2 separate regions of the Danio rerio genome follow, and region 2 is linked to region 1. Evidence: chromatin contacts called from public Micro-C data. All regions are on one chromosome and are shown on one strand. The core of a region is the stretch at or near the end of the contact, and the rest is flanking DNA. Distances in the headings are between cores, read along the strand shown. Region 1 holds the start of asns (asparagine synthetase). Region 2 holds the start of pard6gb (par-6 family cell polarity regulator gamma b).

The links. Hi-C and Micro-C count contacts between places; a contact is called where the count stands out from the background.
Region 2: a Micro-C map of caudal fin shows a contact between it and region 1, with 8 times the contacts expected there. The contact joins the promoter of pard6gb here to the promoter of asns in region 1. A contact is called at or near these places in 1 of 18 Hi-C or Micro-C datasets (caudal fin) and 1 of 4 datasets of contacts at active chromatin or transcription factors (caudal fin).

What each region holds. Positions count from the first base shown.
Region 1 is chr19:28,089,872-28,094,216 of GRCz12tu, reverse strand. It overlaps asns (asparagine synthetase), which reads left to right and starts at 1,776. Exons shown (of 12, transcript NM_201163.3): 1 at 1,776-1,841; 2 at 3,513-3,768. The coding sequence starts at 3,520. It overlaps bloc1s4 (biogenesis of lysosomal organelles complex-1, subunit 4, cappuccino), which reads left to right. Exons shown (of 5, transcript NM_001003475.1): 5 at 1-239.
Region 2 is chr19:28,185,099-28,189,443 of GRCz12tu, reverse strand. It overlaps pard6gb (par-6 family cell polarity regulator gamma b), which reads left to right and starts at 2,179. Exons shown (of 3, transcript NM_212563.1): 1 at 2,179-2,266. The coding sequence starts at 2,195.

The DNA.
Region 1 (4,345 bases), core at 527-3,026:
GTTGACAATTGATATTTCATGAACACACATGACCAGTGTAAATGACACTGGGTTATTATGTAGCATAAAGTGCCGCACTCTTCAGCCAAACAAACACCACAACAAATATTGTTTGTCATGGACCATTTACTTTTATACTTAAATGTCCATGGACGGTTGTGTTCTGCTAATTGTTAATGATGAGAATTGTGACTAATGATTGTCTATTTGTAATAAATTTACAGATGTAGCCTAGAGCATAAAGAGACAACTTTTTGTTACACATGTGCAAGTATGGTTGTTATTGGTCAACTGAACAAGTCTGAAGGTAGCTTTTTTATGTATATGTTTCATTTTTGTATTAGGAACTACAAAAAAGTTGTGTGTGTATGCAAGGTAAAAGTAACAATAACAGGCTTCATTAACCCTCATAATGCATTTAGTATCTGGGTGCTCTCTTTGAATTTAATGTCCAGTGGAACCTAAAAAAATGTTAGCTTAAAAACTGTCATAATATCTGGATATACAGTTTACATCTCACCAGTCACTTCAGGATTTTAAGAGTCTTAAAGTATCTCAAGATCAAAAAAAAAAAGAAAAAAATGTGATATACATATACATACACACACATGTAGCAGAACACAATAATTGAAGTGTACTGTGTAATGTCCTAAGTTTTGAGCCATTAGAAAAGCTGTCACTTTAGATTTTAAAAAAAATGTAAAAGTGTATATTATAATAATTATAAAAATAACAAGTTTTCTCAAACCCATACCTAGTAAATCCAGAGAAACAAAATAGAGAGTATTAAAGTGGTATATATGAATAGCAGGGGTTTCCAAACTCAGTTTTGGAGGGCTAGTGCCATGAATAGTTTAGCTCCAGCTTCCTTCAACATGCTTGCCTGGAAGTTCCTAGTACAGTGGTGTCCAAACTCAGTCCTGGAGGGTCGGTGTTCTTGAGGGTTTAGCTTCAACCCTAAACAAACCCACCTGAACCAGCTAATCAAACTCTTACTAGATATATTAGAAACCTCCTATCAGGTGTGTTGAAGCAAGTTGTAACTACTCTGCAGGCTACCGAATCTCCAGGACCGAGTTTGGACACCCCTGTTGTAGTATTTCTACAAAGAGCTTGATTAGGTTCAAGTGTATCTTATTGGGGTTGGAACTGAATTCTGCAGTACACCAGCCCACCAGCACCCCCTGTGTGTGAAATAATGATTTTGAATATATATTTATATATGTATTGGCGCAGTAGGTAGTGCCGTCGCCTCACAGCAACAAGGTTGCTGGTTCGAGCCTCGACTGGGTCAGTTGGCGCTGCTCTATGGAGTTTGCATTTTTGTATGTATTATAATATAATAGCTGTACTATTATGTATATAAAACTTTGTTAATAAGATTAAGGAAATATATTTTCTTTTTATGTAAAGGTTCTGTTTTGCAGAAAACAAAACCAAACAAAACATTTTAACATTAACACTCTCAAAGTACTCAATTTCTAAAAGGAAAAAAAATCTTTCCAAACCAAATTAAAATAACTGCATTACCAAAGTAAGTGAACTAAGGGTATTGACTCTGGGTATTGCTTACAAAAGGAACAGTTAGCATCAATATATTTTTGTGTTTTATTAAGAGAAATGAATTAGTATACGTCAGTTCATCATCAGTACTTCCAGTTCTAGTACGCTGAGCAGTCACATGACGAATTACGACCAATCAGCGGCGACTATCACTCTGAAGCAGCAGAGGACACAGAAACGCCGCACATGTGTTTCATCATCCGAACTTCAGTGCGAAACACGGGAAACGCGACCTATCTCTTATTCTCGACCAGTGCTGACCAAATAAATCCTTAAAGGTAGTATTCTTTATGTGTGGTTTTACGTCATACGCACTGTTTAATGCGTTCATATGCAATCAGAAGTACAGCCTCCGACTAAACAAGTATTAATAATCAAAGCAGCTCTTTCTGCCATATGTTAGTTTCAGCAGCAGTAACGTTAGGCTATTAATGTTAAAATTGAACAGCTTATTTTGTATAACGTAGCTAATGTATTGCTTACATGCATTTTACAGTTATAAGGTTTATCTGTGCAGTTTAACAGTTAAGTTGCTCAAGCCAGCTATGTGTATGTGTGGGCCGGTTTTGCAAGTCAGGAAGTATTGATGACAGGATAAAAGCTCCTATTAATAATATGAACAATTTGGCTATTATAATATTACGCATAAGTTACTTGCTAGTGTAACCAATTCACGTAAATTGCGCATCTGCTAATCGGCTTTAATACTTTTTTTTAAAGAATGTAAAAGATACGTTTTACTTTTAGTTGTGTATATATGTATTATGTTTATTGTTGTTGTTATTGACAATATTGACCAATTAACAGTAAGATGTTTCAATGCAAACATAGTGCAGCAGTATGAATCTCATTATTTCTCTTTAAGGGAGTTTATATATATATATATATATATATATATATATATATATATATATATATATATATATATATATATATATATATATTAAGCAATAACTTATACACTTTTAAGGCAGTTAAAGCTACTAACTTGATAATCAACAGTATGCTTTAACTGAAAGAAAATTTCAAGCAAGATGGCTCATCAGCGGAAACTCGAAGCTAAATACAGTAGTACATTACTGCCCTGCTTTTTCAGCAACAATGGTTGCAAAAGTACTTTATCCTTTTCACCCTATTCTTTCTGATAAAAGCAGGCTCAGCCATTCAAACATTATTTACTCGAGATTTAATGACTCATTCACTTCCATAGATTTTTAGCTGTAAAAAAGTTCATTATGCTGCTTGATGTTGATATTTTCTTATAAAATGCTATTTTTATTTATTACATTTTCTATTTATTTACACACTGTTTGTAAAGCAAGTAGTTCGACTGTTTTTGGCGTTTGTTGTTTCTAGTAATTTTCCCCATAGATACATGAATCGAAAGTCCTAAAACAACTCTGAAGAAAAAAAAAAAAAGAGTCAAAAACTGAAGAGTCAAAAAGTCAAGAGTTTTTTTTTTTTAATATTCAAAATCAATATCTCACATAGATGTATATGAAACAATTACTTGTTTATATGCATACTAGGCAATAAACTTGAAACTAAGTATTTTGAGAGCAAGTAAGCAAGCTAAAGGTGTATTCTTTCTCACCTTGCTCGCTTCTACTCTCTGATTGGTTGATTATTATTTTTTTTTCAAAATTTTTTCCTTTACTTTTATTGAACTGTACCTTTAAACCTGATAGATTTAATTCTAATAGGCCCAATGAACACTACATTTTGTAGTATATATAATTTGCAGTAACCATTTTGTTCTATAAACTTAACTAATACATTTTTATGTACTGTATATTTAATTTAAGCTCTTTTAATTCACTTGTCATTTTCACTTTTCATGGGATTGCAGTTTGGCTTGTTAGTTTGTGCCCATTTTAAAATATGATTTTTTAAATTATATTTATTATATTCTACTTAATAATACCTTTGATGTTGTTATTAATCCGCAGCATCAGAATGTGTGGCATATGGGCCTTGTTTGGTAGTGATGAGTGCCTTTCAGTTCAGTGCACTAATGCCATGAAGATCTTTCATCGTGGACCGGATGCTTTCCGCTTCGAGAATGTCAACGGTTTCACTAACTGCTGCTTTGGGTTTCACCGTCTTGCGATTGTGGACCAGCTTTATGGCATGCAGCCTCTGCGAGTCAAAAAGTTCCCTTATCTGTGGTTATGTTACAACGGTGAAATCTACAACCACATCAAGGTTGGTAACAGTGTTTTTGACATCTCATCTCAATGAATCCACTGAATTACTGAAAGTCTTACTTTTTTATTTAGAGGTATTAAAATATTTGAAATTTTTGTATTTATTTGAATAAAAAACACTTCAGACTACATGGCCTAAATGTTTGTGTAACAGATTTCTTTGTTGGATCACAACCAACGGTTTGGAACACGTGGCACGTGGATTAATATCTATATATGTATATGTATGTATGTATGTATGTATGTATGTATGTATGTATGTATGTATATGTGTGTGTGTATATATATATTTTTTTTCTCACATTTTTTTTTTTCTCACAGAGAGATCGACTCTTGCGTCATACAAATCACATATATGAAAGCATTTAGGCTTTCCTGTGTTTTCTGTCACTACTTGTTTAGGCTGCATCAATGCATTCAGTGTAAGCTGCATGATTAATCATTAAAAGATCGGGATCTCAACACCCACGCAACATAAATTATAGACCTTTTTCGTGTTTTGTGCCATTTAAATGAAGCCTCGTCATCACTTAAGTGATAATTTTCTCTTTTTTTTCAAATATATAACCAGCTTA
Region 2 (4,345 bases), core at 930-3,429, 95 kb before region 1:
ACTTTGCTACACTTTATTAAACGTCTTAAAGTAATATGTAGCCTAAATGTGTTTGTCTGGGGATAAAAGCATCAATAGATATCTTCACAAACGTTGAGTGAGCTCCTGCTCCAAGGAGGTTTTAGGTAGTCGTGAGATCACGGACAAACATAAACATGTCTTTTTTATTGACCAGTGGTATGTTTGTCTGAGAAGTTACTAAAAAAACATTCCTGGGCACATCAGCTGTCGGGCACCGGCGCCTCAGAGCCGCTTCCCTGGAATGCCGCACATCCAGACATTCTGCATGAACGCCAGTAATGTTACCAGCAGCTTCTAAAAAGGCCGGGGAACTTATAGTCCCTTTACTGTACGCCATGTGAAATTCATATGCATAGGCTATGTGAGAGTTGGTTTGAAGAACTTTTCAAATCATACTATGGCTAAGGAGTATGGTTCATGAATATTTATAACGTATTGTTAAAGTTGCTTAGTAACCTTCTGAGTGTTCCATCACGTGATCTTATTAATAAACATAAGCCATGCCTTCGCAAAGAAAGGCAATCGATTCTTTTCGAAGGAGAATAGCTTGTTTCTGCTAGATGGTCTGTCTAGTTATATGTAGGAATTGTTTTTTTTCTGTTTTATATCTAAAAAAAAATAAATAATTTATTTTTATTGTGCTACTTTATTATTACAATTTCTTATTTGTCTGAAAACAGACTAATCTGCAAATTGTCTCTTTAAGATCAGTATTGTTTTTATACATATACAGAAGATTTTTTTTCTGAAATCATGGCATTGGTGTTTTATAAAATGCAAGCCAACAACTGGCACTTTGGGAATAAAATAAATTTAAAATAAATTAAAAATTAAATTAAATTAAATAAATAAACAAATATAGTAAAAAATACAGGTAGAAAACTAAAAAGGCTCAACTAATACCGGGGCGACACAATGGCTCGGTAGTTAGCACTGTTCCCTCACAGCAAGAAGGTCGCTGCTTTGTTCTCTCTGTGTCCGTGTGGGTTTCCTGCGGATGCTCCGGTTTCCCCCACAATCCAAAGACATGCGGGTATAGGTGACTTGAATAAACTAAATTGGCCGTAGTGTATGTGTGTGTATGGATGTTTCCCAGTAGGCAACTTGGTTACGGCTGGAAAGGCATCCACTGTGTAAAACATATGCTGGATAAGTTGGCGGTTCATTCCACTTTGGGGACCCCAAATGAATCAAGAGACTAAGAAGCAGGAAAATGAATGGATGAATTAATTAATGGCCAAAATATATTATTATTATTATTATTATGTTTGTTGTTGTTGTTGTTGTTGTTGTTGATTCATTAATTAATAATTAATTACTTTTATTTATTATTGTTCATAGATCCTGGCTGAGTAAACACAACATTTCATTTTTTTGTGACTGTCCCTTTATTTTTACTTTTTAAATTTTAATTTCATGTATATTATGAATAAAAATATACAACCACAATAAGACAGATATAAGAGAGGAAAATACATTAACTGCAGAGAGAGAAAGACTAACAAAACAAAGAAGGGGGTAAGTAAATCACAATTGAACAAAAGTGTATGAAAATAAATAAATTAAGAGCATTACAGAAAAGCTATCTAACTCAAATCAGAATCAACAGCGACAGTTCTTCATATAGTACCAAAACTCGGACAGATTTTTGTTGTTTTGTTGTAAGATTTGAGCTGAGCGTCAACTTCAATCTGAAAATGTCGAGAATTTAGGATTGAAGCCATGCATCTTTGTTTATGCATGTAAAAATGTGACTGTCCCTTTAATCAAGAAATCAACCGCATCACCTTATCCCGCTTACTAACGTTCGCTTTGCAGCCAATCAGCTACCTCTAAGGAAGACCATCGTTACGTAATTAATATTCATAAGCCAAACCCTCACCGTAGTAGAATTAGCAACCCGTCGGAGACAGAGCGATGATGTCATATGTGAAAACTTAGCCCACTCCCCCTAGTGAGAGGTACTGATTAGTCTTTCACATAATTTTCTGCAGAAGTTTTGTGAAGTGACCGAGACACCGCGCGACCTGAAGTTTAGAAAAACTGTCGCACAGCCTCAGTGGACTGATTTTTTTCCTCCTTTGGAAAGTGAACATTGGACGTTCAATAACGGGACAGGCTTATAAATCGAGCCCATCACCCTGGACGGGCTGAAAAGTTTCAAGCGAGCAAAATGAACCGGAGTTTTAATAAATCACAATCTTTGCGTAGCTTGAACATGAACGCGGTGGAAGTGAAAAGCAAGGTGAGTTGAATGTGCAGCGAAAACTATTTTACGAGAATAGTTTAGTTGCAGAGTTACACGATGTTGTGTTTGGATGGGAACAGAAGGAATTGCTAACTTTGGTTAGCCCATGTCAGATTTATGCTATATGAGGTACTCGGATGAATCTTTGCATAATTGTGATTTTTTTTCATGTTTATTGAATCATTTTCAAATGTTTTCCTCTGTTGTAGATTATTATTTTGTAACTTCTATCTTCTCAAGTAGAATCAATTACGTTACAGAACAGCACTGTTTTTGACGCTGGAACTGTCACATCATTGAACAGTGTTTATGTTTTTTTATTATTATTATTACTTAAAATGTCCATAAGGACATTAAATTACTAAAAGGTTCAAGCAAATCTAGTTATAGCAATGGTCAGGATGCAGCATGTGGCTTTCAGATGGGATTTGTTTTCTGCTTGAGGTTTCGCGCTTCTCTCTGATGTTTTGTTTGTCACTCACAACAGGTCAGGTTAGGTTAAATACTGTCTTCATTAACAGCTATTCGAAAATAGCATCTAAACAACACAAGGGCATATTTACACATTTGACAGGATCAAACACGAGAGCTGATTCATTGGGATGGGCTCATTTATTTGTGTCCGTTGGACAAAGTGATATTTTGCTTCTTTTATTGGTTTACATGTTGCATATACAACCGGTTTACATTGGTGTTGCATTAATATCTATCTATCTATCTAGCTAGATGTATGTCTCTGACTGTCTGTCTGTCTTTCTTTTTGTCTGTCTCTCTGTCTATCTATTTATGTCTGCCTGTCTGTATATCTGCCCGTCTGTCTCTGTCTGTCTGTATATCTGTCTGTCTGTCTGTCTGTCTGTCTGTCTGTCTGTCTGTATACTTGTCTGTCTGTCTATATATCTGCCTGTTTGTCTGTCTCTGTATCAATCTATATGTTTGTCTGTCTCTCTATCTGTCTATCTATCTATATATGTCTGTCTCTCTGTCTGTCTGTCTATCTATCTCTCTCTGTCTATCTGTGTCTATCTATTTATATGGCTGTCTGTTTGTCTGTCTATCGATCTATATGTCTGTCTGTCTGTCTATCTTTTTGTCTGTCTCTCTGTCTATCTATTTATGTCTGTCTGTCTGTATATCTGCCTGTCTGTATATCTATCTATCTATCTATCTATCTATCTATCTATCTATCTATCTATCTATCTATCTATCTATCTATCTATCTATCTATCTATCTATCTATCTATCTATCTGTCTGTATATCTGCCTGTCTGTCTGTCTGTCTGTCTGTCTGTCTGTATACTTGTCTGTCTGTCTATATATCTGCCTGTTTGTCTGTCTCTGTATCAATCTATATGTTTGTCTGTCTCTCTGTCTATCTATATATGTCTGTCTCTCTGTCTGTCTGTCTATCTATCTCTCTCTGTCTATCTGTTTATATGGCTGTCTGTTTGTCTGTCTATCAATCTATATGTCTGTCTGTCTGTCTGTCTGTCTGTCTTCAGAAACTGAAACTTGTATGTTGTATTTCTTTCAGTTTAAACACACATGACCACATTAACACACACACACACACACACACACACACACACACACACACACACACACACACACACACACACATATATATATATATATATATATATATATATATATATATATATATATATATATATGGGTCAATGACGTGACGCTCATTTTTTTGTGTCCATGTCTTTTAAATAAATTCAAGTAGGTTACAGTTTCAAAATAAATAAGCAAATTACTTGCATACATTCTCTATTTTGAGGACCAAGTTTAATTTTTTGGTTTTAATCCATTTTAAGAAAATTTTTAGGGGATTATTGCAAGAATGTCAATGTGGTGTAACCAAAAAAAATTGGTACCAAATAGTTTACCTTGTTTAAAAAATGTGAAAGCCTCAATGAAACATTGTATCGGCTAGTCTGGCATAATTTTACATTAGACATATTTAATAGTAAATAAAGGTAAATATAGCACAATTGTTTTAAATATTATAATTCATTTGGGGAATTTTTTCTGTCACCTCAAATTTCTGAAATGTCAAGATGGTGTAAC